Regions from separate parts of the Mus musculus genome. Here all the other regions are linked to region 1. Evidence: chromatin contacts called from public HiChIP or PLAC-seq and promoter capture Hi-C data. All regions are on one chromosome and are shown on one strand. Each heading gives the region's core, a stretch centred on a gene start, on an enhancer-like site or on the middle of the called end of the contact. The rest is flanking DNA. Distances are from core to core; before and after follow the strand shown. Region 1 holds the start of Zmym4 (zinc finger, MYM-type 4). Region 2 holds the start of Oscp1 (organic solute carrier partner 1). Region 3 holds the start of Map7d1 (MAP7 domain containing 1). Region 4 holds the start of Ago3 (argonaute RISC catalytic subunit 3).

The links. Promoter capture Hi-C pulls out the DNA fragments that hold promoters and counts their contacts. HiChIP or PLAC-seq counts read pairs in DNA pulled down with a chosen protein or histone mark. Capture Hi-C pulls out chosen DNA fragments and counts their contacts.
Region 2: a contact with region 1 is called in a promoter capture Hi-C map of liver, with 2.8 times the contacts expected there. The contact joins the promoter of Oscp1 here to the promoter of Zmym4 in region 1. A contact is called at or near these places in 2 of 39 promoter capture datasets (both in liver).
Region 3: an H3K4me3 HiChIP or PLAC-seq map of bone marrow-derived macrophages shows a contact between it and region 1, with 4 times the contacts expected there. The contact joins the promoter of Map7d1 here to the promoter of Zmym4 in region 1. A contact is called at or near these places in 3 of 39 promoter capture datasets (cranial neural crest and liver) and 3 of 115 datasets of contacts at active chromatin or transcription factors (bone marrow-derived macrophages, neural tube and pancreatic cancer cells).
Region 4: a contact with region 1 is called in a promoter capture Hi-C map of adipose tissue, with 2.5 times the contacts expected there. The contact joins the promoter of Ago3 here to the promoter of Zmym4 in region 1. A contact is called at or near these places in 3 of 39 promoter capture datasets (the C10 cell line and liver), 1 of 484 Hi-C or Micro-C datasets (embryonic stem cells), 1 of 115 datasets of contacts at active chromatin or transcription factors (neural progenitor cells) and 2 of 9 other capture datasets (adipose tissue and liver).

What each region holds. Positions count from the first base shown.
Region 1 is chr4:126,964,037-126,971,758 of GRCm38.p6, reverse strand. Zmym4 (zinc finger, MYM-type 4) reads left to right here and starts at 3,532. Exons shown (of 30, transcript NM_001114399.2): 1 at 3,532-3,943. The coding sequence starts at 3,905.
Region 2 is chr4:126,053,711-126,061,432 of GRCm38.p6, reverse strand. It overlaps Oscp1 (organic solute carrier partner 1), which reads right to left and starts at 2,868. Exons shown (of 10, transcript NM_172701.3): 1 at 2,641-2,868. The coding sequence starts at 2,752. It overlaps Mrps15 (mitochondrial ribosomal protein S15), which reads right to left. Exons shown (of 8, transcript NM_025544.2): 7 at 6,281-6,472; 8 at 5,897-6,053. The coding sequence ends at 5,916.
Region 3 is chr4:126,253,073-126,260,794 of GRCm38.p6, reverse strand. Map7d1 (MAP7 domain containing 1) reads left to right here and starts at 4,476. Exons shown (of 18, transcript NM_001347198.1): 1 at 4,476-4,778. The coding sequence starts at 4,733.
Region 4 is chr4:126,425,296-126,433,017 of GRCm38.p6, reverse strand. It overlaps Ago3 (argonaute RISC catalytic subunit 3), which reads left to right and starts at 3,476. Exons shown (of 19, transcript NM_153402.2): 1 at 3,476-3,750. The coding sequence starts at 3,732.

The sequences.
Region 1 (7,722 bases), core at 2,283-4,782:
TGATGGCTCACAACCATCTGTAAATGGGATCGGATGACCTCTTCTGGTGTGTCTGAAGACAACTACAGTGGACTCGGACATGAATAAATCTAAAAATAAATAAATAAATAAATAAATAAAGTAATACGAATGCTTCTGTTTTATTTTAAGGACACATTTGTCTTCCGATTTCTTTAACATCAATTGGTATTTAAGTTGAGACACTAAAAGAATGTTCCCAAGGGACTTTGTCCCATTGTAAGTTTACAAATGTATTTGTGATTGTATGAGGAATGGTTATATCATGTTAGGCGTATTCATGACCTTGTTATTGTTTCATGTGATATTATTTGTGTCAAGTTGACAAGGGGTGGATTGTAGTGGCTATTCCTGGTTGTCTACTTGACTATATCTGGGATGAACTACAATCCAGAATTGGAAGGCTCACCTGTGATCCTGATCTTGAGGCTGGGAGATAGAAAATTCTGACCTGGATCTTGGCATGGAGATCTTGAACCATAGTGGCTATGAATCCCAAAAGATTAAGGAAAGGAGATCTCTGAGTTTGAGGTCATCTGGGACAAGGCAAGTCCCAGATCCAGGCATGGCAGTACACAACTTTAATCTGGGCCACACCTTCTGCTGGAAAACTATGTGAGGACATTGGAAGAAGGAAATCTCTCCTTTGCCTGCTTGCCTTGTGGGACTGAGCAACTGCTAGATCCTTGGACACAGCTGCTGCTGACCATTGTTGGGGAGTTGGACTACAGACTGTAAGTCATCAACAAATTCCCTTACTATATAGAGACTACCCATAAGTTCTTTGACTCTAGAGAACCCTGACTAATACACACACCTTTAATCCTAGTACTCTGGAGGCAGAGGTAGAAGGATCTCTTGAGTTGGAGGCCAGCCTGGTTTACAGAACAAGGACAGCCAGGGCTACATAGAGAAACCATGTCTTGAAAAAACCAAATCAACCAACCAACCAACCAACCAACCAACCAACTGTATTGAGACAAATCAGATATGTATCTGTATGTCAGACATATTTGGCCACAGGGTCATCAATTTGTAGCCTTTATGAAATTTCAAGTATCCCAGGGAATACATATGTTTGCATTTCATCTTGGTCTTGCTTTTAATGACCTTGGACTAGTCTCTTGATATCTATGAACTTCTTTGTAAATTTTGGTTAGGTCTGTGGTACTCCCTATATGCTTTCTCTTTTCTCCTTCTATATAAATAATTGCATGGAATGTCCCTGGCACGCTCCTATGTTTTCTGGAATGTGCAAATCACGCCTATTATTCAAGACCCAACTTATCAGACCTCTAGAAACTTCCTGTTGTATTGGAGAGCCTTAGGCTGAGAATCAAGATGCCTGTCAGCCCTGAATGCTGTTACTAATCCTTTGTGTGATCTCTTGCTATTCACATTTTACCTGGGCTTTGGTTTCATCTTAAACCATGGAAACGGGCCTTGGGGTGTGTCTCATTGGGAGAATGCTTTCTTAGCATTGTGAGGGAGGTCCCTAGCACTGCAGAAGAAAATATAGTGTAGTCGAACTAAACAATGCACTTAAACCATTAAAAAAAAAAAAAGCCTGGCATTTTTCTAATGATAGGAGGATGCATGAGTAGAAGAAGAGAGGACATGGCTGAAGCTGGGGTCCCCACTTTCAGTTGAATATCAGAAGTTTCACTTTTCCTGATTTTTTAAAAAAGATTTATTTATTATATGTAAGTAAGTACACTGTAGCTGTCTTCAGACACTAGAAGAGGGCATCAGATCCCATTACAGATGGTTATGAGCCACCATGTGGTTGCTGGGAATCGAATTCAGGGCCTCTGGAAGCGCAGTAAGTGCTCTTAGCCGCTGAGCCGTCTCTCCAGCCCCTGATTTTTTTCCCCTTTTCTTACTTTAGACAATCTATGCAGACCAGGCTGGTATCTATTTTCAACTGTTCCCTTCAGAAGTTCCACTTTTAAGCTGTTGGATTTTATTAGAAGGGAGTAGTCTACAGCCCATAAAAAGGTGGAAACCATCCAGTCTTATATTTAACTACAATCCCTGAAAACATATTTTCTTAACCTTTCTATTTGTTTTTTGCTTTGGACATGTAAGGAAAGAGTCTAGGATATGAAAAAAAAAACATTATCTGGCAGAAGTGAACATGTTTCTTTTTGTTCTACCCATAAGTGAAACAAAAGATAACAGGCCCAAGGGAGAATCAAGGACCAGCATGGAAACTTTCAGCCATTTCAGTGTTCAGCCAATGTTCCTGGGTTCAAAGAGCTACTGACTTACACACAGAAGTACAGCTGTAGAGCAACTTTCACCCTGTGAGCAGAGGAGCTCTGGGTCCCCTTGTATTGCCATGGAGAATAACAACTCTTCAGAGACTTAAACATTTTTTTTAATTAGTTCTTTGGGGATTTCCTAGTATACCAGCAGTCCAAGCACTTGGTCAAGGCAGGAAGACCAGCAGTTTCAGGCCACTCTGGGTTACATAGCAACCTAGCTCCAACCAACCCAACTCCAACCAATCCAACTCCAACCAACCCAACTCCAACCAACCTAAACTAATTTCCTTGTATTTTTTACTATATGTCTGTCTGTTGTGCCTATGTCTTCATTAAGAATCCAAGAGGGGACTTCAGCTCTCATTATCTTTGGCTTCGTTGTGCTTCAGGGAAGATAGTGCCTACCCTTGGATTTCCTGCCTTGACAGTTCAAGCTCCTATTCTTTAAGTCAGACCCTCAAATTCCTTCAGTGGAGGCAAATGATGGCACACAGCAGTTGCAGGTCATCACCATGAAACTTCTCAGGAGAGCAGCCATGTTCTTGAACTATCAAGACTCTTGACATTTTATGTTCTTTTGCCTTGACGACAGTTTTGTGTGTTCAGAATCCTGGAGGAATGCAATTCCAGACTGTGTTCTAGCTCCTCACCAGCCACTCGATATCTTGAGGTAAATTAATTTATTTCAAATGACCATACTGGCAATGTTAACTTTGAAAGCAATGGAGTAGATGGTTTCTAAGATCCTTTTTCATTTTAGTATTCTAATGGCAAGCAGGTATTGAGGAAATTGTCTTCAGTTATTGGTTCTGCCTTCAACACTACCAGTGGATCTGGTTTTAAGGTTGGAAGTTGTTCCTTGAGAGTCGACGCCCTTTACTTGACAAGCTGTTGGTTTCTCCTTCAGATAACAGTCTTGTTTTCTTCTTGGTTGGGATTCTTCATGTTCATAGGGTCACTGAGAACTTTGGCTCATCAGGGTTCTCTCCTTTTGGCAATATCTCTGTAGTCAGGTGTAGGGTGGTGATGTGAACCCCTCACTGACATTTCACCAGATAGTCCTTCCATTAAGATCTTTCATTCTGACATCATCCCTTCGTCATGGTCCCTTTAAGGGAGCGGCCATAGTTGAGTGGTGGGAGCAGCTGCTGGCAGCAAAGAGACTAACAGGATTAGGCCTAGCCTGGGCCACTCACCGCGCACGCTCAGGACCGGGGGCTTGGTGGGAAAGGGAGGAGGGGCTTGTGGCGCGCCTGCGCATCAGGGGCGCGCGCAAGGGGCTGGTTTGGAGATCCCTTTAAGAAAACCACTGGCGGAGGAATTTCTCTGAGAGAAAATAATCCTCCTCACGGGGCCCCTTGGAGGCCATTAACCCCCCGAGTCCCGGCCCCCCTGCCCCGGCAGGCCCTTGCGCCCACGCGCCCGCCCGTGGGACCCCAGGAGCTGCGGCTAAGCGCGCGGGCCTCCGCCCCCCTCGTCACTCCCGCGCCAGGCCCGGCGGGGGCCGAGGGGGACCGAACCGCAGCGGGTGAAGCGCCGGTGTCTGCAGTGTGGGCGGGGGCCGAGAGGGGCCGCGGCCGCCGCGCCGGGAGCCGCCGCGGTTCCGAGCGGGGCCCAACATGGCGGAGCGGGAGGTGGAGACCGGCCCCCGAAAGAGGGTAGGTGAGGTGAGGCCGCGGGCCGTCTGCGGGCTGCGGGCTGCGGGCAGGCGGGCGGGCGGGCGGGCGGGGGGCGGGGCGCGGCCGGCCCCGAGCAGCCCGGAGCTCACGGGTGGCGCGGTGGTCGACGGCCGGAGGGAGGGGCGGCCCGAGGCGGCACCGGGGTCCCCTCGGCAGGTGGGACAAAGCTCGGTGGCCGGCGGGGAGGGGGAGGGGCGGGGGCCGTGGTCCGCTTGGCTCCCCTCCCTTTGCCGGCGTGTGGGTGGTGGTGCGTATTCGGGGGGGGGGGGAGCCTGGGAGACGCAAGGTGTCAGACTCCGCTTCTGCATCCTCGAGGAAAAGGGAGTCTATGGAAGTTTCTCTGGGGAGAGGTCAGGTGGGGGTAGAGGTGGCGGGAAGAAGTCGTGGAGGATTGGTCGTTTCCTGAGGAGTAACCGGGAGGGTGCTGCGGGAACCCCGGAGCCAATTCATCTTCCTGCCTCCACTCCCCTCCCCCTTGACCGTTATCAAGCCCCAAAGTGGACATGGTGCTCTCTTCACCTTAGAAGAAGTGGGGTTGTCGTCTTGAAGTTGGGGGAATGTGTTCTGATAGCCACGGATGTGTTATAGTCTAGCATTCTTTACCTGCAGTTAGTAACGTGGAAGAGTGACAAGTTTTGTCCTTAGGATGTACCCAGCCAGCCTTGCCTGCCCTAGGTAAAGCCTTGTCTACACAGGAGTTGTAAGCCGTTTAAAAGTTTGTCTTGAAACTTTTTTTATTTTTAATTTAGTTGTGATTCATTTTCTTCAGATGGAGAACAATACTATCCACTGAGTAATGTTTTTCAAGGCTTTTTTTTTAAACTTCCCCTCACCCAGCATGTTAAGCATCAAGTTTGTTAAGTTTCCTATCAGGAGTTTTCCTTTTGGAAATGGTCTCCAAATGATGAGTTAGTTGTTAAACCAAGCTGCTTAAAACATGAATCTTAACCAAAAATGCTTTTTCATTCAGCATAAATGTCTATTCAAAGATGCATACTGTTAACATCCTGAGTGCTGACTGTGTGCCTGACATTGCACGAAGTGCTTTGTGAAGAGTTCAACCTCACAGTAACTATGCAGCCCATTTGTGGCTGAAATGTAGATTTATTTCCTATCTTACATAATTAAGTTTGCAAAGTCCAGAGTTTTGATCCGAGATTTGAAAACAGGTTTGCAAATGCTTGTGTTGGTTGCATTTAAGGTTTTTTTTTTTTTTTAATTCTTCTAGTCCTGTCATTGGATCCTGGGCCTTAACATCTGATAGACAAGCCTATACCACTGAGGTAGACTCCTAGCCTGAGGAGTTTCTCTTTTTAAAAATGTAAATGATGTTTCTAACAGGTCATTAGAAAACTTTATAACCATCAATAAAAGTAAAAATACAGTTTAGATTCAGGGTGCTACTGCATTCCCAAACCCCTAGATTCTACTATTGACAGTTTTCCCAGATTCTTGTTTACCAAACCTAGTTATTTCATCAAGCCATCTCTTTACCCAGTCATTCATTAGTCTTTTTTTTTTTTTTAAGATTTATTTATTTATTATATGTAAGTATACTGTAGCTGTCTTCAGACACTCCAGGAGAAGGAGTCAGATCTCTTTACAGATGGTTGTGAGCCACCATGTGGTTGCTGGGATTTGAACTCTGGACCTTCGGAAGAGGAGTCGGGTGCTCTTACCCACTGAGCCATCTCACCAGCCCCCATTAGTCTTTTAAGTACACTGCATTTTAGCATTTTTAATAATTAAAATGTAATGTTGGTTGTCTTAGGTTTGCAAAATGTTGGGCTCTCTTCATATATTTATCATTGAACAGGTTAAGCTGTATTAATATAATGTATGTTCAAACAGGTCATTTACAATAAGTACTGATATAGAATGCATATGTTTTGAAATTCTGAATTGTTTTCTAATTTCTGATTAGTAGTAAACTATCTTCATTATCTTGAGTGAATGCATGTGATATGTGTGGTCTACTAATTTAACTATAAAGGATAGATTATAGTGTAAATTCAGAGATATGCAGTTACTAGTGATATCATTTGCTTTATAGAGTATCTTAGGAAAATTAGACTGTTTAAGTATATTCTTTCTCATGTATGTAAATATTACATTTAGCAGGTGGAAAAGGGATTGCAGGGAATTTTTTTTTTTTGAGACAGGGTTTCTCTGTATAGCTCTGGCTGTCCTGGAACTCACTCTGTAGACTAGGCTGGCCTCGAACTCAGAAATCCGCTTGCTTCTGCCTCCCAAATGCTGGGATTAAAGGCGTGTCCCACCACTGCCCAGCTAGTACAGTTTTCTTTTTCTTTTTTCTTAAAAATTTTTTTTTTTTTTTTTTTTTGAAACTGTCTCATGTAGCCCAGGCTGGCCTTGAAATAGCTTTGTATCCACGGTTTACCTTGAACTCCTGACTCCTGCTTCCACTTTTTTTTTTTTAATGTTTATTTATTTATTATATGTAACTACACTGTAGTGTATCTTCAGACACTCCAGAAGAGAGCATCAGACCTCATTATGGATGGTTGTGAGCCACCATGTGGTTGCTGGGATTTGAATTCAGGACCTTTGGAAGAGTAGTCGGCACTCTTAACCACTGAGCCAGCTCACCAGCCCCTGCTTCCACTTTCTAAGAGCTGGGATTACAGGCATGTGCCTGCAGGCCTGACATAATTTTAATACATTTTAAATGTAATTGCGCTTTGTTGCAGTTATCTGCATAGACCTATATGATACTATAAGGTAAATGTGAAATTTCATGGATGAAGTGGGATATAAGATTCTTACTGACTTTGACTTTTATCATCTTAAATTATAAGAAAGATGAGCTATGCTGTTTGATGAGATACCCTACCATGGGAGCCATACCCCTTTAATCCCAATACTGATTTTTTTGTTTGTTTGTTTGGTTTTTTTTTTTTGTTTGTTTGTTTGTTTTCGAGACAGGGTTTTTCTGTGTAGCCCTGGCTGTCCTGGAACTCACTCTGTAGACCAGGCTGGCCTCAAACTCAGAAATCTGCCTTCCTCTGCCTCCCAAGTGCTAGGATTAAAGGCGTGTGCCACCACGCCCGGCTCCTGATTGTTTTAAAATAGTTGTGTTGACAACCTTAAATTGTGTATAGGTGTCTCATTTTCCTGTGTGTGTGGAGTTAGAACAAATGATAGCAGTTGGACTATATTGATTTGATATTTAATCAGATTGTACATGAATTCCATTTTCTCAGTTTGTGAAGTAGGGGATGGATTGGTAGTACCATTATCCTTCTGTGTTACATAGAGAACCAAGTTCATACCTTTCTATGTATGGGTAAAGATCAGCATATTCTCTCTTTGTCTTACACTTTAATACCAGGATATTTTGGGAATATTATTTATGAATTATTTTAACATTGATTTTTTTGTCTTCTAAGATAGGTGTTTTAGATTGATCAGGCTTATAAGTAGTTTACACATGACTTTTTTTTTTTTAAAGATTTATTTATTATTATATGTAAGTACACTGTAGCTGTCTTCAGACACACCAGAAGAGGGAGTCAGATCTTGTTACGGATGGTTGTGAGCCACCATGTGGTTGCTGGGATTTGAACTCTGGACCTTCGGAAGAGTAGTCTGGTGCTCTTACCCACTGAGCCATCTCACCAGCCCTATACATGACTTTTAATTGTGTTATGAAATAACAAGTCTAAATATGATTGCCATATTTCAATGTAAAATTGCTATTTTACGGTTTATATTACAAGATAACTTGTAGTTGTATT
Region 2 (7,722 bases), core at 1,619-4,118, 910 kb after region 1:
ACAAGTATTGTATTGTTGTCATTATGGTGATGGGTCTTGAGTTTTAGAATCAGTTATGGATCGCACTCATCAGTAACCCACTTCCAGGGACAGACAGGCTCAACCTGGTTCTCCCCAGAATCTCACATGGTGTGACATCGGCCATACACTGCGGAATGAGTGAGTGGATGAAAATGAATCACTAAAGATGGCTGAGACTCCATAAATAAACCAGAAAAGACCATCACTCTTAACACAACTGGGGTACCAACGCTGAGGGGATGGGAACAGGGGGATCAGAGTTCAAGGCCAGCCTTTGCTACAATAGTGGGTTTTATGTAAGAAAAGATAGCATGTATATGTTGTATTATTATTTTTTTTTTGAGACAGGGCTTCTCTGTATAGCGCTGGCTGTCCTGGAACTCACTCTGTAGACCAGGCTGGCCTCGAACTCAGAAATCCGTCTGCTTCTGCCTCCCGAGTGCTGGGATTAAAGGCGTGCGCCACCACGCCTGGCTCAGACCTCCTCTTGAAAGGCAACACCAACTACTAATTGTGTGAACATGAAATGCACATTATAGCTTCGCTCTCAGGTGTGTATTATTATCATCATTTTATAGAGAAACAAGCTTACAGAGGTCATCACACTTGAAGATCCCGCAGCTAGCTACATGTGGGATCTAGACTTGTATGCCTTCAAAGGCCACGTTAATAATGTAAATTGCTAATTTACACTGTCCTCCAAGATGCGGACTATCTAGAGAAATCGAGCCTGCCCCTCCACTAGGGCTATTAGCCTGAGTGAAATCGCATCACACAGGCAGCAAGAAACAAGCCTCCCGAGGAAGGAACACAATGGCGTATAACAACACCGGCAGGTTGCTCCTCAACCCTGTAGTGAGCACTGATTTATTCTCATCTGCGAGTCGAGTGCTAGATGCTGAAGTACAAACATGTGTAAGACAAACAAGTGGGGAGACACAGGCAAACAGTTGAGCATCGATCTGCCAGCCATGTGGTAAGGTAAGAGAAGCACGGGAGGACACAGTGAGAACAGAAGCAGGTCCTTCTGAGGAAGGAGGGAGGCTCCTGAGGGACGAGACTCTTCAGGAGGTCGGGGAAAGGACGGAGTCATGAAGGACACAGGTTAAAGATCTACACACACTTTGGTGTGATTGGGACTCAAAGTGTCTGTACTGGCTAGTTTTGTGTCAACTTGACACAGCTGGAGTTATCACAGAGAAAGGAGCTTCAGTTGAGGAAATGCCTCCATGAGATCCAACTCTAAGGCATTTTCTCAATTAGTGATCAAGGGGAAAGGCCCCTTGTGGGTGGGACCATCTCTGGGCTGGTAGTCTTGAGTTCTATAAGAGAGCAGGCTGAGCAAGCCAGGGAAGGCAAGCCAGTAAAGAACATCCCTCCATGACCTCTGCATCAGCTCCTGCTTCCTGACCTGCTTGAGTTCCAGTCCTGACTTCCTTTGGTGATGAACAGCAGCATGGAAGTGTAAGCCGAATAAACCCTTTCCTCCCCAACTTGCTTCTTGGTCATGATGTTTGTGCAGGAATAGAAACCCTGACTAAGACAGTGTCCTAATCGGAGGGCCCCAACGTGTTCTGCCTAGGACTTGGTCTCCATTTAGACAGGAGTGGAAGGTTGTCGGCAATTTTGAGGAGAGACATACTAGACATATTTGCATTTTATAAAGCCCCACTAGACATATTTGCATTTTGTAAAGCCCCTGGTAGCAAGGCTGGGAATGAATGGAAGGGAGTGGTCCAGAGGGTTCTCTTGTCTGTTTACGTATGCACTTACACAAAATCAGACACACCATCTGAATGTGCCTGTTTAACATCAATGGAGGGGACATAAGCTGTTGGGAGGAAATCGAGCTTTCATTAGTGTTCAGTTGTCCTTTAGATAAATGTTTACTCCTCTGCCTACAAATACAATAGCCCAGCAAATTTGGTGAACAAAGTTGTTTGCTGAGAAGTAAGATAGACTGGCAGCGTGTTTTGGGTGGTCGTTTCTCTCTGCACTACACATGGCATAATTTTGCATTTTATAAGCCTTCCAAAAGTATTTTCACAATTGCAACCCCTTCCAACACTTGCAAAATCAAGAAGCATGTTTTCGTTCTTATCTATATTATTTTGGGGCCCTACATTTCTAGAAATGGCTTCTGAAATGAGCATGACCAGGCTTCTGCTTACGTAGGAGGACAGAGACGCGGGCGTCCCCATCTGTTTTGTGGGGGTTAACGGATGGTTATACCTGCCAAAAGTATCTTGTCAACTGTAACTACTTTTGGAAATAGACAGATTTCCAGAGACTGGGAAATCGAGGGCTCAGGCACTGTAAGTATGTCCAATGTATTAGGCTTCTCTGTGGGGAAATGCTCTTTTGGAGAATTAATTTGACTCCGGAGGGCTTCCAACTGCATGGGCTCTGCGTCTTTTGAGAAAGATACCCGGCTGTCAAAGAGAAGTGCGCAGAGGCATCGGTTTGGCTATTGGGATGAGGGGAAGGGGGTCAGGTGCCGGTCGGCCTGGGTATCAGGACGGAGGTTGGAGGGGGGCTGGTGCTAGGCTGCGGTTCTGTATAGGGACATTTAGTGCGGTGAGGAAGGGAACAGATCAAGGCTGCGGGGGCGTTACTTACCTTTGCGGGCCTTGTCTCCGGGGATGTTCTGGGCCCTCAGTCGCTGGTCTAGGACGTAAAGCATCTCCCCGCCCAAGTTCAAAAAGAGCAGCGGCAGAGTCCGAACCGACATAGTGCCGGAAACCCGCAGGGTAGATGAAGGAAGAACCCCAGGGTTTGTGATTTAGCAGCCTGGAGGCCCCTACGCGTCCATAGCCCGGTTGCTGGGGCAACGCCGGGAACAGAAAGGCGAACCAATCACATGGTGGATTGATAGGAGGTGGCCGAAGACCGGCGCTTATTGGGTTAAGTGACAAAGATCGCTTCAGGGGATTGGTTCAAACGGAGGCGCGCACCTTTGGCCTCCCGGGAGCGCTGGTTTTGAGTTTTCCAGTTTAGCTTTGGTGTCGCCGGGAGCGTTCCAGCCAGCCGCGCGTATCTGCCGTGGCCCAGCCATCGCACCGGAAACTAGGAAAATCAACCCCAGCGTCTTCGGAGTCGTTCGCCTAGAGTCGTCTAGCGTCCCGGTCCGCCATGGCCTGCTGTGCTGCGGGCAGATTTGTGAACTATCTCCCAGGGACGTGCAGAGGAACCAGTGAGGTCATGGCAAGCGCCACGAAGGCATTCTGAGTTATTATAATCCCTCATCTCGATTAGTTATATCATTTGTCTCCTTTCTAACCCCTCCTGGAAGCGATGTTACGCCGGATTTACTACTCAGTGAGGCAACCCAGCCCGGCCCTCCTAGCAACTTAAGTAGCACCCTCGCGTTTCTTCACCTACGGCTGGACCTTTTCAGACGATTCGTCATCAGTGTTTCTGCTAAGCACTTCTCTCTCCAGCCACAGCAATCTTGAGACTTGAGCTTTGGAACCTACATCCACCTCCTTTAATAATCAGCCACTTCCTCCTTTTCCTTGTAGAATCCTCGCATTCCTTAATTCCCCTTTCTGCATTCCTACGTTCCTCTGTGTCACTGCTCTGATGCTGTTGGACTAAATTTCAAAAGGCGCCGCTTACAAAACACAGCTCATTCCTTCAATGTCTTCCTTCCTGCTTGTGGCATCCTCCACGTCACACCTTCTAGTCGTTTTTCTTTCCTCCCAAGAGCCAAACTTTTTAAAATTGTCTAGTACAACTTGAACCTTTTTGTTTTGTTTTGAAACAGGGTTTCTCTGTGTTGTCCTGGCTGTCCTGGAACTTGCTCTGTAGACCAGGCTGGCTTCAAACTCGGAGATCCACCTGCTTCAGGCTCTGGGAGTGCTGTGACCCGGCACATGAGCTTAACACCTCAGCCCCACCTGTAATAAACATCTTTATCTTCTGGTGGGCCTTATGCATTTTGTTATCTGCCCAGCTTCCAACACTATCTCAAGTTTTGGCAGAACACGGTCCCTTTCAGAGTTTGCCTCTGTGTACTGTCAGACTGGATAGGGTCAAGACAGAGCAGCAAGGTGTGGCTGCACTTGCCTTTGATCCCAGCACTTTGTAAGCAGAGTCCAGCCTGGTCTACATAGCAAGTTCTAGGACAGTCAGGACTGGGTCCCTGTCTTTAAAACCAACAAAAATCAGGCTGGAGAGATGGCTCAGCGGTTAAGATCACTGACTGCTCTTCCGAAGGTCCTGAGTTCAATTCCCAGCAACCACATGGTAGCTCACACCCATCCGTAACGAGATCTGGCGCCCTCTTCTGGAGTGTCTGAAGACAGCTACAGTGTACTTACATATAATAAATGAATAAATCTTTAAAAACAAAAATCCAAAACCAGAGAGAGCTAGGTTTGAACACTAGTCAGCTTTCAAAATTGGACAAGTTGTCTATGTTTCGTAAGCCTGTTTTCAATAGAAAATAGGACAGTGGCCGCAAAAACCTTTAATCTCAGCACTTGGAAGGCAGAGGCAGGTGGATTTTTAAACTCAAGGCCAGTCTGGTCTACAGAGTTCCAGGACAGTCTGGAACCCCCTTACCTTCCCCTCCTCCCCTACAAAAAAATAGAAAGGCAGCCGGCTTGAGGAATAAAGGATTTAAGTATCAGGCAATATTGAAGTGCCCATGGCTGCATTTAAGAGTGCCTTCCCTGCAGGCCTGATCCACTGCTGTGGCGTTCTCTCCCAAGGCTGGTGCCTGGTCCTGTAGCACAGGACCTCTACACAGGTCTCCATCTCATTAAGGCCTCCCTCAGTGTTCCTGGAGGTGATAACCAAACAGTCCAGCTTCACTTCTGATTCTATCCACTCACCTCCTCCTCCATCTCAGAGATGATCTCAATTTTCCCATCCTCACATGGCCCATTTTTTTTTTTTTTTTTTATTACATATCTTCTCTTGGCGATTAAACTTTTGGAGAAAGGGTTTCATGTAGTCTAGACTGGCCTCAAAGTAGCCATGCAACTCAAGATAGCCTTGAAATGATAATGTCTCTCCCAAGTACTGGAACTAGTCATTCAAACACCAGGGCTCAGTATCCATAGGCAACCACACACCCAGGGCCTCAGGTACCTCAACAGCTCCCAAACTGCGCTGGTTCAGCCCTCATCCCTCATCTCTCAACTGCTCTTAGGTAGCACATTAACACATCTTTCTCTTGGTGGCATTCCCTTCTTTTTTTCTTTTTTTGGTTTTTCAAGACAGGGTTTCTCTGTGTAACCTTGGTTGTCCTGGAATTCACTCTGTATACTAGGCTGGGTTCAAACTCAAGAGATCTGCCTGCCTCTGCTTCCTGAGTGCTGGGTTTAAAGGCGTGCATCACCACTGGCTGGCAAGCTGAATGTTTTTTTGTTTTGTTTTGTTTTTCCAGACAGGGTTTCTCTGTATAGTCCTGGCTGTCCTGGAACTCACTTTGTAGACCAGGCTGGCCTTGAACTCAGAAATTCGCCTGCCTCTGCTTCCCAAGTGTTGGGATTAAAGGCGTGCGCCACCACTGCCCGGCAAACTGAATGTTTTTATACCTGAGTCCCATTCACAGACTGAAGCCCTAACTCCAAAGTTACAGTGTTTGAGTCTCACTGTTCCTGTCAGCCTTTAGATTTCTTTCCCTTTTAACTTGCAGTTCTTCTGCCTAAATGCCGTTTCTCTTGGCCAGTGAACTCCTCATCCTTTAGGACCGTCCAGTAGACAGCTACGGCCACCGGCATTACCACTCTGAAACACCATGTATTTGTTTCTATGACTGCGTCCTCTGGGGTGATGGCAGGGACTCTGCCTCCAAGATCCCAGAGCAAAATTAAAAATAAACTCCTCTTGCTCAGGTTAAAAAGAAGGCCATCTTCCATCATTCTTCACGGGAACAGACTTTATTAGTTCACTTGGGTCTTCTCTGGTACGGCATTTGAAGGGTTCTCTGGCACCCCCTCATTTTTTTCTTTTTTGGCAGCAGCTGCAGCAGCTTTTAAGGCCCTTTTTTGCTTCTTCAGCTTTTGCACCTCCTGGTAAACCTGGTGGTTGAAAGGGGGTAAGAAAAGACTTTGTAATTTTATGTAAGACCTTGGATCTGGAGCAGGTCGGTGGGAACTATCTCAGTGGAAACCCTATTTTTTTCTGCATGTGTTGGTGACCTGAGCCAGTTCTAGGCCTTGGTCAGAAGCAGACTGCTTCTCTCTCCTACTCTTTGTACCTCAGTTCAGGGAGGCTGATCAAAGCAACCAACTGTATGACTTCGTACCCGAATGCACAGAGCCTTCTTGGCCAGGAAGCGGCGGTGAACCTTTTGGAAATGCAGAGGGGGTAAGGTATATTCCACCCCTAGCTCCTTGCATGTCTTTTCGAAGACATCATAGTTGGTCTGACGGAGGATTTTGAGCAACTTTTTCCTCCGGTCGATGCTCATCAGCAGATGGCGTTTGTGGGCTTTGTCCTATAGGAGAGGCTGTATTAGTATCAGTCATTGTTTTGAGACAAGGACTCACTTTGTAACCCAGGCTGGCCTCAAACACATGGCAATTCTCCTGTCTTAGCTTCCTGCTTGCTGGGATGACAGGCTTAAGCCATTATACTTACTCCTAATTTCAGTATTTAAGTATTAGCATTTCTTCCCATTAATGAAAATATGGTCATCTCATCAATTAATTGAAATGCCCCTACAATCTGATGTAAACATTACTACAATTCTGCAGGAGCTATTGTCATTGTTCACAGTTTACAGACAGGAAAACAGGTTTAGAGAACTTATTTGCCTGCCACAGGTCTTTAGACTGTGGACCCTGAGGGCACGCCTTAAATCTGCGTCTACGGCCTGCTCTGACTCCAAATCTCAGTCTCCCTGTAGCATGCATCCACTGAGCTTCTCCAGCACTCAGGAGACTCAGCTTGAGTAGGAAGAAAGAGAACCCTATCCTCTGTTCCAGGTCCTGCTCCCTGAGGGGCTCTGCAATGGAGCTGGGATTCTACATCTCAAATGACCAAAACTAATTTCAAAAAGAGCATGTTCAACCAGCTCATGGAAGCACTCAAGGCTACATCAGTCTGTCTTCACAACTGCATACTTATTGAAACAACAACAACAACCACCCCACTAGTGGTTGGGTCTGATGGCACATACCCTATAATTTAGCTTCAGTCAGCTGAAGCGAAAGGATGGAGAGTTCAAAACCAGCCTTCTCGGCACAGGGACCAAAACACCAGCAATTTCCTATTTCTAGCAGCTCTGTGATGCTCAGCTGAGCAATGACACAATGGTATACGGGCCCTGGGCAAGACTGCCAAGATGTGTCAGGCGTCACTCCCTAACAGTGTCCTTGAGGACACTCCATGGTGAGATTGCTGCTCTGAAAGATTCGAAAGAAGCGGTTCTAAAGGTTATGAGAGACACCGGCTAAGAGCCTAGAGATGGGCTGTGTACCACACTGACTGCTAGTATCAATTCTTGTAATCCTTGCACTTCTGTGGCAGAAGTCCCACTCTACAGATGTTGAAAAACATGGGCTCAGACCAATAGGCTTCCCAAAGTCACCATGACTTTAGGTAGAAGTGGCAGAGCTATTATCCATGCATTTAAAAACTGTTTACTAAGCACCCACTATGTCCCAGGCAGTGACCATGCTCTACAGTTTTTTTTTCTTGACCACAGAAAACTCCCAGCGGAGTCTGTAAGGCTCCTTTTGTCTC
Region 3 (7,722 bases), core at 3,227-5,726, 710 kb after region 1:
TGAATTAAGGGTGGGGGCGGGGCACATGTATTGATCTGTAAGGTCTCATCCTTGCTCAGACTGCAACCTGAAAACTCCTTGGGGTGGCTGTCAGGGATCAGGAGTAGAGCGCATGCTTTGTATGGGCAAGGCCCTGGGTCTCATCTCCAGCACAAACAAGACAGAACTCCCTACACAGCAGGCCCCAAGTTCTTGGACTTCTCCCTTCAATTTTGAATTCCAGCCCCTCCCTCTCCCTCTCTACCACCTGTAGGGAGTAAGACTTTTAGGAAACCAGATATCCCTCCCGACCCTCATCTCCTGTTCCCTAGAAAAGAAGGCAGTAAGAGTGGAACGTAAGAAATTCAAGGTCATTCTCAGTCAAACAGCGTGTACAAGTCCAGCCTGGGCTACAAGAAGCCCGGTCTCAAAAAAAAAAAAAAAAAAAAAAAGAGAAAGGAAGGAAGGAAGGAAGGAAGAAGGAAAAAAAAAAGGAAATTGGAGAAGAGACCCCAGGACCAGTTGTTTCTCATCCCTAGTAGGAGCTTGAAAAAAGACTTCCTCTAAGACACCCAAAGGCTTGACCTCTGTAGTACAGATTTTTAGTTCCTCCTGCCTAGGAACTTCTGCTCTTCCCTTCCTCCTCAAGAGCTGTAAGGAGAGAAAGAGGCAGCTGGTCACTACTACCCTGAAGGACTTTTCCCAGTCCCAGTCTCAAGCCGCGGGCCCTAGAGGCTAAGAGGCAGTCTAAGTCACAGCCCCTCCTCTTCTTTGTGCTGTGCGGTGGGGGTGGAGCGGGAGTGAGAATCTGGTGGCTGCACTTTCCGCTGCCCCCCAAAAGGCTCCTCCCACTTCCTACTTTGTGGGGGTGGAGGCAGCATCCCAGGCCCTAGTCCTGAGATTTGTATCTGAGTTAAATCTCCTAACCGTTTTCTTCAGTACTGGGTGGGTTCATCCTGGGCTCTGCCCCATCAAAACTAGGCGATTGGGAGCGTTTTGGCTCCTGCCTTCCTTCTAGGACGATTTGCAAGGGGACATCATCCTGATCTTCAGTCAGGGAATTTCCCCAACCCCAGCCCAGCCTGGTGGAGAAACTAACGATTCACTCGCTCTTGTCTATTTCCGTGGAGGGGGAGGAGACTGCCCCGGGCAGCTGAGGCCGACAAAGTTCCCTGCCTCGAGCTGAATGGGCAGGATATCCTCTTGGGGTTTCAGCCCAGATGTTACACATACCCATGATTGCACTTTCTTTGAGAAGGCATGTGGAGCCCCCTCATACCCTTAAACATAAAGGCACCAGTCTTTTCTAAATAAATAAATAGCAAACAAATAAATAAATCTGTTAATCATCAGTTGCTGGGCTGGAGCTCCTGGTCAGTTACAGGGAGAAAAGAGAAGTGTCTATTCTGCCTGCCTACTCCAAACGCATTATAGGGCTGTAGCACTGCCCTGGCTCCCCAAAAGGCATTCTCCCAGGCTCCATATAGGCCCTTCAGCTGTGCCAGAATGCTCTAGCTGTTGCTGGCCAGGAAACCTGCCCCTCCCATTGGCTACCTCTCAGATACCCAGCTGCTCTGCAGTACTAAAGGCTGAGGCCAGGGTTCCTCAACTTTGGTACCTCAGGCATTCTGTGTCCGTGAATTTTCTGTTGTGACAGGGTTGTAGGATTTTTTAAAGCCATATTCTTGTCTCACATTCACTGGATGCCAATAGCACCCTCGGTTGTAACAAAAAAAGTGTCCTTAAACACTGACCAAAATGCCCTCCAGAGTGCCTGTGTAAATGCAAACATGCCTTTGGTGGAGGACTGAAGATGCAGCCAACCACCACACACCTGAGCTACCCCTGCCCAGTTCAGAGAACTCCCCAAAGCCAGTCCTAGATGATCAGACACAAGTGCAGATTTCCAGTTTTCATATCTTTCCCAGGTTGGAATCTCTTGCTCTTAGGCTCCTTTAAATCCACTGTCCCTCTTTATTCCTGAACTCTCCCCACTGTGGGAATCTCACCACTCCCATTTTTTTATCCCAGGACTGGGAGGTAGGAGGAAAACCAGCCCAAGCAGCTGGTCCCTTGTTGGGTTCTCTGCAGGGCTCAGTACGAGCCTATGCCCAGCTCTGGACAATGTAAACCTTAGACCTCTGGATTCACAAGAGACAGCCATGGACTCTAGTATCCATGTGATCACCTCATCCTGCAGATGGGATGACTAACAGCAAATATGGAATGTCATCTTCATCCTCTTTTATATCTGAGTTCCCATCATCGTCATCATCATATGTACTCAGCACTTCCTATATACCAGGCCCTATGCTAAGTACTTCATTTCCATTGTCTTACTTAATCTTTACAATGACCCTCAAAATACTTCATGGCACCATTTAATTTAATTTTTTTATTTATTGTGAAGCATATCTCATACATCCCAATTGCCCTCAAAATTGCCCCATAACCAGGGGTTTTTATTTATTATTATAAATACTATTTAAATATTATAATACTATTTAAAGGGAGTTTTATTATATTCCTTACTTTTAAAAATTGGTGGCATGTGCCTTTAATTCTAGCACCAGGGAGAAAGAAGGTGGATCTCTGTGAATTGGAGGCCATTCTGGTACACTGGGTGAGTTACAGGCCAGCCAGGGCTACACAGTGAGTCCCAATCTAAATATATTTTTTCTTTTGTTTGTTTATTTATTTATTTATTTATGTGTGTGTGTGTGTGTGTGTGTGTGTGTTTGTGTGTTGGTTTCTCTGTGTAGCCCTGGCTGTCTTGGAACTCAATCCGCAGACCAGATTAGCCTTGAACTCAGAAACCTGCCTCCCGGGATGAAGTACATTCTTAATTCTACATAGGAGTGCAGAGATCAGAGAGCAACTTGCAGAAATTCGTTCTCTTCTACCATGTGGGTCCCAGGAATCCAACTCAGATCATCAGGTTTGGCTGAAAGCACCTTTACCCACCAAGCTGTTTTTCCCCCTGAAGCCTGTCTTGAAAGTCTGATCCTCCAGCCTCCACCTTCCAAGTGCCGAGATTGCCGGCCTGTGCCATCACGCCTGTGCCATCACGCCTGCTTGATGTAGTGCTGGAAATCCGAGCCCAGGGCTTAGTGCACGCTAGGCAGCCACTGTGGGCTGCACTGCACCCCCACATCACTACTGCTGTTTATCAACTTTAGAGTTTCAGGAGACGTGTCACTCTCGTTGCTGGCCTTTAGCACCATCCTTTTCTAAAGTCACTCAGCCTCCACCTCGGGCGAATCTTCCCTCCCCCCTCCCCCCAGGGTTCAAAGCGCCAGTTACTTACTACTGGGATAGAAACTGCTGCTAGGTTGCCTGAAACTTCTCCCTTTCCCTGAATCGTACTCCCTGCCCTCTCCCTTGGAATGACTGTTCTGTGGAGGTGCTCTAAGGAAGGAGGGTCCAGTGGTTAGGAAGGGGAAGGAGAGACAGGGAGACAGTGCCTCCCTGGCCCTAATCTGTGGACAACTAGAGAAATGACCTCCAGGTCAGGACAAAGAGCAGGGCTAGGATAGGCAGAGCCCAGCGGCCCCTCCTTCCTCCCTCCAGTCTGGTCCTCTCTGCACCAGTACCTCTACTATCGATCCACCTTCCCAGCAAGCTCCCTGCACCCTGTCCGAAGCCAAGCCCGACTTGGCTCGAAGCCCTCACCTCAGCGGGCGGGCATTGAAACAGGAGATAGGAGAGCCCACTCCAGAGCCCCGAGTATTTTCGGGGAGGAGGGTGAAGTGAGGCTTACTACTCTTTATCGCGACGAGCCGTAGGAAAGAAAAATCCTTCTGGAGAGATGTGGGGGCGGGGGATGGGGGTCTTCTGATGAAGGTAGGGGAGGCTCTAGGCTAGGACCACCCAGTTTGGATCAGGGAGGGCCCCAGCAGATTAGAGACCTGAGTAAAGCGCCTTACAGGGTTGTAATTACTCCCAGAGAAACAGAGAAGACACCAACCCTAGGGTGCAAGAGGAAAAGCGCCTTCGCAGCCATCACCAGAAAAGAGAAAGGATAGCCCTTTTAGGAGTCTCCATGAGACCGTTCTTCAGGCGTTGCAACGCCCCCCCCCCAATAAAGATTTTTGTCTGAGGCAGGCTTGGGAGAGAATTTAGACTGCACGCTAGAGCCTCCAGCATCCAGAGAGAGAATAGGGGATCCTAACCCAGCACCCCACTCCCCTAGTCCCAGCGGCCGGTGAGTCACCCGAGAGCTCCCTACATAGTCTTCAGGCGCGCGGCACGTACCAACGCGCGGCCGCAGGGGGAGTCAGTGTGGCCAGCAGCGTGCCCCCAGCTCGGCGTCCGCCCTGCGGCGACCACAGAAGGAGCATCGTGAAGTTCCGGGAGCTGCATCGCAGGGCGGTGTCGGAGCCCTCTGGTTGTGCCCGTGGTGGCTCCGTACTCCATCACTGCGGGGGCGGTCATCCCCCGCGCACTTGGTACATTCGGAGAGGCCAGGCCCAGCCCGGGCGGTACAATAGGGTTGGGCCGCGACCAGGACTGGGCCGGCGCGGGGCAAAGGAGCAGAATCGCGGTCGCGGAGGACCGACCTCGGGTAGCTGGCTACTCAGAGCTTCGTTAGCCACCGGCCTCTACCTCTCCCACTCGGAACGCCGCCGCCTCTGGGTCTTTGCCCGCTGGGCGGGCCGGGCGGGATGCGCCGCGGGACCCTGGTCCTGGCCTCCGGCCGTCGCCGCCGTCGCGGCTGAGACCCTCCCCCAAAACCTCCAGTGACGCCGCAGCCATGGAGAGTGGCCCGCGTGTGGAGCCCGGCCCGGGCGCACCCGCAGGTAAGCCGGGAGCCACACAAGAGCGAGCCCGGAGGGGGACCGAGTAGCCGCAGGGCGGCCGAGGATGAGGCTGGCGGCTGGGCGGGGACCCCTCCCCCCCGCGCCCTCTGACCACTTAGAAGTTTAAAAATAAAGGCTGTGGCCGCTGCCGAGGCTCCGGGCCACGGACGCATCTTCTGACAGCTGCCTCCTCCCCCCAACCTCCGCGCCGGGAAGCACGGGGCATCGGGATCCGTGGGAACCCGGCTAGGGATTCGATGGGGTGACCCTTCTGCCGCAGCCTGGTGCTATCCTCTCGTCCCCACCCCCACTCTCCTTCGAGATCCACCCCAGACTCTGAAGATCCTCTTTTACTGAGCTGGAGCTACTGTCTTCTCCATCCTCCGCGGGCACGTGTGACCTTAGTCTTAATATGTGTGTTAGGGTACCAGATTCTCAGGTCTGGAACTATGCATACCGAAGCTAGGCCCTCGTACCCCCACGCCCAGGCCCTGGCCCAGACCTCGCCCCCACCCCATCCGTCCAGCTGCCGCGCAAAGGGCCTGTTGCTGTTGTGGGCCGACCAGGAGGGGAGGGAGACGAGGGGGAGGTCTTTAGCGGTGGCTGCCAAGTAACCCGCCGGATAAAGGCGAGGGGGAGGGGGAGGCGGTATTGTTTGGGGCGCGGGTGGGAGCTGGGGAGTGGGCCGCCTTCCCAAAAGCCAGGCCTACTTCAGAGCCCACCCAGTCTGATTTGGGACAGGAGTGACAGAGGTCTGCCGGCACCACGTCACTTCTTTGGGCCGGACTCTGTAGAATGAGGTGACCGCTCAAGGATGGCACTCCCTACATGCCACATCATTCCCTCAGACTGAGGGTTTTTGGATGCTTTACACACACACACACACACACACACACACACAGAGTCTCAATGCCCTAGACCACCAAAGCTCTCCTTTCCACCCCTCACCCCACCAACCACCAGTGTTCTGGACTTCTGCAAACCCCATTCTATCTGGGAGCAGCTGACGAGGGGGTGGGGACAGAATTCTGGTTGGGCCCCGTGTTGGAGGGAGGACTCTTTCTTCCTGGAAGGGGAGGGAAAAGCTTGATTACTGAGGACCCAAGTCCTGATCCACTCACACAGTCATCCCCACATTTCCAGAGAGTTCCCAGCCTAATCCTGTCACCTCCCTGCCCCCTGGGGTGTGGAGCCCCGGATTGAGAGCATCTATAGGGGTGGAGAGCACCCAGGATGAGGTGGGGGCTGCTTGGCTGTGGGTGGGCTCCTCCCTGTGTCTTCGTGGTGCTTGGTGGGGATCTATGACATGTAGGTGGAGATTGGTGGGCTTCTGGAGGTTTACAGACTGTGCTGGCAACGAGGGTGGTCCAGTTTGTCTTGGTTCCACGGAGCCTGAGAGGGGACACCTAGGGAGGCCCAGCCTGGTCTAGCCATCTGCTTACTGGTATTTTGCACCTGAGAGTTCATGGCACTGGGGTGTGCACGAGAGCCCAAATGAGGGCAGGGACACAGCCTTAGCCGGGGCTGGTTTATAATTAGGGCACTTGGATGAGTGGCCCAGACTGTGTATGGGGGCAGGGGTGGGATGCTTGGCTGTACTTGAGGGCCTAGGTGAGTGCGGAAGGCCACATGCAGAGGTCTGGATGAGAAAACTCTTCTATTCACAGGGATCTAGATGGAGTTACAGGACAGGTTGGGTCAGGATCATGCCTTGTTTCTCTATACATTGAGAATCTGAAAGTGACCAAAGCCAAGACTTCCTGAGAGTAAATGACAGGCCCATAGTATGCGCCGGGGAGAATATGGGGCAGTGGTCCGGGGAGAATATGGGGCAGTGGTCTAGGGCTCTGAGTGTTGGTGACGTGACCCTGCTTTCTTCAGGTGCTTAGTTGTACACCGAGCTGTAACAGACAGCATGGGGTAAGGGGACAAGGGTGGCATCCCCTTTAGAGTCAGAAGGCCTGGATGGAAATCCCAGACAGCTGTTTCCTGACTAGTGCCCTGGACCTAGGGATTCTGTTCCCCGGGGAAAACATGGATCAGGGTTTGCGCTGTGAGCCTCTTGTGGTCGATGGGCGATGATGAACCTAAAGGAAGCTGGCATGCAGGCACCAGACACCCTCCTTAAAGTGTGATTACCATTATTGTGGTTAGGCTCATTACAACTGGTGCCAGTGGGGAGGCGTGAACTGTGGGGGAGGGCGGGGATTGGGAAGCAGCTCAGAGTGTAGACACTAGAATCGATGAGTTCCACGTCATAACCTCCACTGGACGATGGGGGGGGGGCTGTTTCTTAACCCAAATCTTAAGTTTTTCCATCTAGAAAGTAAGAATAGTGCTAGAAATGACCCCTTAGGGGCACCAGGCTCTTTAACTTAGCCCCTGGCACACAGTTAGTACTTGGTCAATGCCAGCCTAGGCTTGTGTTTTATTGATATCATTTCTAATTCTGTCAGAGGTCTGAGGACCTCAGATGGACCCCCCATTAGAATTGAAAGGGGGAGGGGGCTGGAGAGATGGCTCAGCGGATAAGAGCACCGACTGATCTTCCAAAGGTCCTGAGTTCAAATCCCAGCAACCACATGGTGGCTCACAACCATCCGTAATTAGATCTGACATCCTCTTCTGGTGTGTCTGAAGACAGCTACAGTGTACTTACATATAATAAATAAATACATACATATAATAAATAAATAGAAAGAAAGAAAGGGGGAGGGGTTGGTATAAATAGGGCAGAATACCAGGCGAGGGACACCTAGACTGATGTGAGGAGCTGGAGGGCACCTGGACAAGAGAGAAGTTCTCCTTGGCAGGAGGAGAGAAAACAGGACTCGGGTCTCTGCACATTGTCCTGTGGCCCCACCATGTGACAGCAGGGTGCTGGTTGCGCTGAGGTGGTGAATGCAGTCAGTCAGAACCTATTCTGACTTAGATGGGGAGCAGA
Region 4 (7,722 bases), core at 2,227-4,726, 540 kb after region 1:
CCAGTGACACAGAAGGTGTTTGTTTTTTTATTTTGAAAGACTTAGCAATCCGTTGCTTCTTATAGAACCCAGGACTACCAGCCCAGGAATGGGCCCTCCCACCCTTCATCACTAATTGAGAAAAATGCCTTACAGCTGAATCTCATGGAGGCATTTCCTCAAGGGAGGCTCCTTTCTCTGTGATAACTCCAGCTTGTGTCAAGTTGACACACAAAACTAGCCAGTACAGATAGCCTTTTTAGTACTGGTTGAACAATCTTCCCTCTTGCCTTTGATGCTAGAATCTTACGGCAGTTAGGGTTTAGAGGTTAACGATATAGTGAAAGATCGTACTTAGAAGTTCTAAGCCTCGGCCATGCTTTACCAGGCTGCTGTCAATATCACTTCAGTAATGATGCATTGGAATACTAAACGGACTCTCATTTCCCAGACATTGTTTTGACTCTAGGCTGAGGAAGGTTTACACGCTTGGGAAGATATGCAGAGAACATGAAAGAAGCAATCCTTCAAAGCAGCCATGTCAGAAGATAGAAGGACTTTTTTTTCCCCTTACAGTGTTTCTTTCTAAAACAAAGAAATCTTCCTCTGGATGCCCTTGCAATTCAGGCTTCATGTCTCACTGGCTCATTTTCTCATGCCACTGGGAAAGCAGCAAAGTCATCCTTTATAAGACTTACATTAATGGGACTTATCCTTTGCATCGTAAGGACTAGGAAGGTTAGTTATGTCTGACAAGACAGAAGCAGGTAAGGACCTTTGGGTGGGTACCTTGGCTTATGGAGAGTAGTAGAGAGCCTTCAGCCTTGGCTCCATGTGTTCTTACAGCCCATGTTTTATATTGTGTTTGTTGCTGGTGATCCAAACACAAGTCATTCTAGAAACGACTGGTGGGGGCTGTCATTTTTTAGTGGTGTGTCTTCCCTAACACAGGAAGGAGACTACAGACACATGAAGGGCTGTAGAATAACAGTGGCAGTTGGGAAGAAAGTGAGTATTCTTAAATCCCTGAATCTCATTTGGAGGCCTCAAGGCCTTACCACACGTTACTGTAGGAAGTTTGAAATGCACTGAGCATTTGGTATTTTAATGTGCTTTGTCATGGCGACTCATGTATTCGTGTAACTATTTGATACCCTGGTATTTTTGTTGGGTGGTTCATGTAGTTTACTCCTTTTTAAATTTGGTTGTTTGTCTTAATGAGCTATGAAAGCATATAAAATTCAAGAAATAAGTTCTTTGTTGGAGATAATATGTGTATATATACACATATGTGTACATATATATGTAATTTTTCCTAACCCATGTCTTGCCTTTCGTTATGAATAGGAAAAAAACGTCCCATTTTTATGTCCAATTTATTAATGTAAAGTTAAATTTACTGTCTTTCTAACTTTTCTAGTTCATGCTTTTTTTAGTCGTATTTAAAGAAAATTTGCATTGTCTGGCTGAGGTGGCTGCTGGGATGCTCAGTGCACAGTGTTCACTGCTTCCTCTGCACCTGAGACTTTGTACTGTTTTATAGATCTTCCTTCTGAGAACCATCGATGCCATCAGGCATAAGCCACAGTTTTATCCTACTTCTTGAGCCCTATCCTTGAAAACAATCCAGCCAGCCAGCCAGCAAATAGTTAATGTGCTCTTACAGGACAGCAACAAGCATTGCTCTGGTACTGAAGGTGTGGCAGTTAACAAGATACACAAAACTTTATGTCCCCAAGATTAGGCTCATTTGGAAATCAGTTACCCCAAACAGTATTTGGCCAGGGGAAAGTCTCATACAACTTTTCATCGGCAAGAATCTCCTAGACCTTTTTGCCTCCCTACTTTAAATTTTAATTCATGAGTTTTTCATGTGGGTTTACCCTAAAACAGTAAAAGCAAAAGTAGATAGGAACCCATCACAGATATTTGTTGGATTTCACTGACTCTAAGGACGCAAATCTTCCTTCAGTGTTAAAAAAGGCAGCACCTTCGAAAAGATGAATCAGTGGTTATGATCACTGGCTGTTCTTCCAGAGAACCTAAGTGCTTCCCAGCACCCAGGATGGCTCACAACTGTTTGAACAGTTCTCAGGAATCTGCCACCCTCTTCTTGCCTCCAAGACACCAGAAGTGCAGAGACCAGACACCACCACACACATTTGAAAACAAATAAAAGCATGCTGTTTGTCACCACACCATGTTTTTCTGGAAGCTAGTTGAGCTTGCATTCATTCAAAGAACTAGTTCCAGAATCAAGAGATTGGGGGTAGGATAGGTCCTTCCACAAGTCTGAGATTTAGTTCTTATGGCTTAGGTCAATATGGATTGTATATAATCAGAGCTTGAACATGACTTTTAAGATGTGCTCATTCATCTGAGGATGTGATATTTTAAAAGTGATAAGAGTATTTCTTTTCAGTCAACAGGAAGAGAGGCAGAATTGGTGTGCTAGATGTGGCTTGGAGTCACTTCCATGTATTAAATGTTTATTATGTAGTCAGCATATTTATTAAGTACCTCAAAATTGTAACTATTGTAAATATTTTTGTTACTAACATTTGGGAGGTTTTTGTTTTTTGTTTTCCTTTCAGTTTTTCTGATGAGGAAACTAAAGTCCAAAGATAAAGTGACTAATCCAAAAACCCAAAACGGGGAGGGAAGGGATCGTGAAAATAAAATCTTTCTCAATTCTCTTTTTTAAAAAAGAAATATATGTCAAAACATTACTGGTTCATTGGGACACGGGGAAAAATACTGAATCATTGCTAAGCTTGCATGAAGTATCTGGTTTCACGAAGCCAAGTATTTTTAAAAGACGGACTATTTGCCGGATAATGAGCTGGGTCTAGTCTCCCAAAGGTTCCAAGTCAGCAGAAAAGCACCAGACTGGATCGGATCGGGGAAACTGGAGGCTGACCAATTTAGCTGTAAAAGTCTCGAGTCCCAAGGAAGAGAAGGTTTAGCAGGTGTTTAAACACCGGAAGGTCGTTTAGGTTCCTCAACGTATTGGGAGACTGTTTAAACATAAACGTAATTCCATCTGGTATACATGGAACATCCCGTTTCTTGTTCATCCGTTTAAAAACTATATTGAACTTGTGGTCACCGCCTAGTGCACGTGCTCCAAGCGGGTGTGGCAGACGGAGCTGGGAGGGAGGATGCCCTTGGCTGGTCACCCGCCACTCTCAGGTAGGATGTACCTCAGGTAAGCTCCGCGGGCAGGCAGCGATGTCGCCTCAAGCAGCGGTCCTCACCCGGGAGGCTGGCACGGGGAAAGCTGGCCTCTCGCTCGGGATTGTCGCCGTCAGGCACAGCGGGTGCAGGGCGACCGCCCATCCGCGGCTCCGCCCCAGCCAGGCACCGGCTCACCCGCCCACAGATCCCCAGACCTTGTTGCTCCCGCAAGGCTCTGGCTCCAGGCGAGCTGCCGACCCGGAGGGAGAGCGGGGCGGGATCCGGAGAGCGGAAGTGACGCGAGCGGGCTTCCGGGGGCGACCGGGAAAAGCGAGCGGCTGCGGCGGCGGGGCGGCTGGCGGGTCGGGAAGCTGCACGCGTCAGCATCTGTGGGCGACGCAAGTTCCGGACCTGGTTCCAGCGTCCTCACTCAGGACTGTCGCCGCTCTTACCTCGCTGCAGGCTGTCTGTCTCTCCCGACTGTGCCTCTTGTGCCCGGAGCTTTCCGAGGGCGTCCGCTCCTCGCCTCTGTGGTGGCACCCTTCTCTCGTGAAGCACTCCCCCCAGCTCCATGAATGGAAATCGGCTCCGCAGGTGAGGCGAGCTGCGGGACAGGGCAGGTGGGGTCGTTACCCCGATGTTGTCCCCTGAGCATCCTTGTTCCTTCCACTTCAGGTGCTGTCAGCGCACATAGTGAGGGAGTTGCGGGCTTTCAGGCCCGATGCGGGTGTCCTCTCCACAGCCCAGGGACCTACACTCTTGGGGTCATTGAGTTGGCGAAACTACAAGGAGGGCTTAAGTTTGGAGTTCTGTAGGTGATGACATCCCCCTAGAGTGCTTTCCCCTGAGAATGGAGAGAAGTTTGCCCTTGCTTTTGGAATTCTTGTTGGAAATATAAAGGGCGCGCTTGTCCTTTAACCGGGTCGTGTGTCCCATGGATGCAGAACAAGTCAGGCATAACCCTTATCTACCTATTAGTGTAGTTTGAGGATACTCTGAGATAATCAATGATTACGTTTCTAATTGGTGCTCGGGCGACGTCAGATGCAAGATGGCATTGCTCCCACCCCTGGTTCTCAGTGTCTGAGTGTGTAGTTTCTGAGGAGCTCGGAGATGTCCTGTCGCTCTGGACCACTGCTTACTAGAAGGCAGAGCTTCAGGATGCTGACACTATTTCCCCTCTATTTTCTATTCCCTGCACAGGAAATCTGGAATTTAGGATTTGTCTCTTGAGGAAAAAAAAAAAAAAAAAAAAAAGAGGTCTTGAGAAAGGAAGCCGGCCTGGATAGTGCTTGTCTTTAAAAAGGAAAAAGTAGTCAGCGATTCTAAAGTAGTTGATAGAGTAACATGAAATAGGTGTTACATAACGGCCTGCTGGCCCAGCAGTCACCCTGTTCTCCAGTTTGAAAGTTCTCTCCATCCACAAGATCAGTAATATATTGTTTTCATATATTTGGGGGATTGCCTTGTTATTATGTCCTAGCAAGTCACTGAATTTCATATCTCATCTTGCCAATTTGAAAGGTCCCCAAATATAAGAGAAAAAAAAAAACCCAAAACTAAAACTAGCAACATAGAAGGCCTTCAAATCAGTTCAGGGCATAATTGTCGAAGGGATACAAAAAGGCATTTCCTTTATTATGTGGAATTTCTTTCTACTCAGTGTCTACCATTTTTTCCCTTTCTATGTTCCATTTTTTTTCTCATATTTTCTTAACAGTGAAATATGTCTAGGCTGTGAAGTTTTGGACTCTTATTATCAATATGTGTGTTTCCAGACTGTATTTTCTATGCTTTAAAAGTTTACATTCTGTCTGTACTGCTTTTACTTTATAAGATAATCTGATTATTTCCAGCTCTCTGATTTTTACATAGCTACCCTGTTGCCAAGCCTGGAAAACTAAATATGACATTTAAGGTTGTGTTAATCATCTACCTAAAACTTTTGAAGAGCTTTCCCCCAAATTGAGTATTTTCCCTATTTGGGCTTTTTATGTGAAAATATTGACATGTGTTGATTATTTGTGATATAGGGCCAACTACTCAGTTGATACAATTAGCTAAGCCTGACTCAGTAAAATGTACCTTTTCTTTTTGGGTGTTGTTTTGATAAAATATAGAGCAGTTGATGTCTTCCCATCAGGGAAGGTATAGTTAAGATTTATTAACTAGTTTGGCAATGGTGGCTCACACCTCGGTCCCAACATTCAGGAGGCAGAGATGGTTCAATCTTTGTGAGTTGGAGGCCCGCCTGATTTACATAAAGAGTTCTAGGCCAGCTGGGGCTACTTAGTGAGACCTTGTCTAAACAAACAACAAAACAACCAAATTGTTGTTCATTGAATAAAAACAAACAAAACAGTTCTACCAGCCATGCTTGGCCATCTTGAAACATAGAATTTGTTCTTCAGTGAAGTTTATGTGTGACTGGCTGTTGTTTACTATCAGGCTCAAGGTTGTTACCATCAAAATGATTCTTTTGGTTGGGTGCAGCGACCCATGGCTTTAACCTCAACACCTGGGTTTCTGTGATTTAGAGGCCAGTCTAGTCTACATAGTGAGTTCTAGGCCAGCCAAAGCTACATAGTGAGACCCTTCGGAAGGAAGGAAGGAAAGAAAGAAGGAAGGAAGGAGAAACAGAGAGAAAAAGGGAGAGAGAGTTTTTTGTGTTGTTCTTGCGATTTTTATGTAATTGTTACAGTGAATGTGAAATTGAAACATACTTAGGAAAATAGACAACTAGGTTTTAAATTCAGATTTGACATTTTTTAGCTATGTGGGCTGGAGAGATGGCTCAGCAAGTAAGAGCACTTGCTGTTTCAGCAGAGGACCCGGGTTTGGTTCCTAGCACCATGTGGTAGCTCAAAACTATAACTTCAGTCCCAGGGGATCTGATGCCCTCTCCTGACCTCCAAGGGCATCAGGCATGCATATGGTGCACATACATATGTGCTGGTAAAACATTCATACACATAAAGCAATATAATAAATTTTAAATTTGAAAAAAATAGATATAGGTGCTTTCTAACAGTCTATTAGGTTAGTACTGAAATTTTGGTTCTCAAATTCTGTTTTCCTTTTAGTGCAATAGAGGATATAAAATATAATTATTATGTAATTATTTAGTGATGGAGCATTCCTTACTAGAAATATTTATTCTTTCTTTCCTATTTGCATGAAATATTACAAGGGTTATTTGTGAAACTAGGTCTCCTTGTGTAGATTAAAGCTGTATGCCATCATACCTAGCTCTATAAGGCATTTTTCAGTTGTCCTATACAGTCCACTAATTAGTACCACCTCAATTTCAATTTAACAACAAAAAAAAGGGAATAATTCATTTTAAATAATAATTTGGCATTTATGTTTATGATTCCTTGGGGGTAAATCTTATAAAACTTTTTTGGTCTAATTACAATTGAGTTAAATAAAATATATGGGCTATGCTTTATTTCTAAATAAAATGAGAACAGGAAAATCAGGCAATGTTCATGTAAACACTACCTATTTTTGAACCCTAGTACTCTAGTTTATATTTTTAGGTAAAGCCCAGCTGTTGTTCAGAAAGGAATTATACTTAAATGTAAATATTCTCTAATACTCTATGTGAAGATGGGCGTTTCAGTTATGGATTGCTTTCCTAGCGTACTACAAATTCCATCCCCAACATTGGAGGTGAAAAGGCTCATGGAGGGAAACCACTTATTTTTATCATAAATTACTACTATGTAAGTAGAGTTGTCGTGGCTGATAGTTTTATATAATCTTGCAAAAAGGTTTTACTTACTTTTACCTTATGAGTGTTTGACTACATGTATGTATCACTTATACCATGTGTGTGTCTGGTGCTCACAGAGGCCAGAAGAGGGCATTGACTCCCCTGGGACTGGAATTAGTGTAGTGAGCTGCCATTTGTGAGTGCTGGGAACCCAACCTTGGTCCTCTTGAAGAACAGGAAGTTCTCTAACTGCTGAACCATCTCTCCAGCCCTCTTAAGTTAAACTTTTAATTTTGTGTTAGAGCCCGGTATTTCTTTTATTGATGAAAATGTTTTGAGTCAGAAGCACTTGCAAAAGTAAGGCCTGTGCAACCAAACCTGATCCAGATCTCATATGCAAGCAGAGAACTGACTCCCAAAAGTTGTCCCATCCACACAGACATCCACACTCAATAAACAAACAAACAGTATGGGGAGGGAAACAAAAGCCCATTTGGGTCCAGATTTCAGAAGAACAAAAGCTGAATGTAAAGGAAGCTGGAAGTAAATGAAGAATGAGACTGGAGTCTGGCATGATGGGGTGCTCCTGTCATCTCAGCATTCGGAAAGCCTGACAGAGAATTATGACTTGAAAGCCATCGGGGCTACACAGTCAGACTTCATCTCAAAATAAAAGGGAGGGTTTGAAGAAGAGGTTTAGAGATTCAAAATAACTGACATACACAGTGCCATCAGATTCTCAGGTTAGTGTTTAAAACAACCCATCACTTTGGGAAGTAATCATTATTGTAAAAATTTTATATTTATGGCTTGTTTGGGGTGGAACAATGTTACATTGCCCCTTTGTG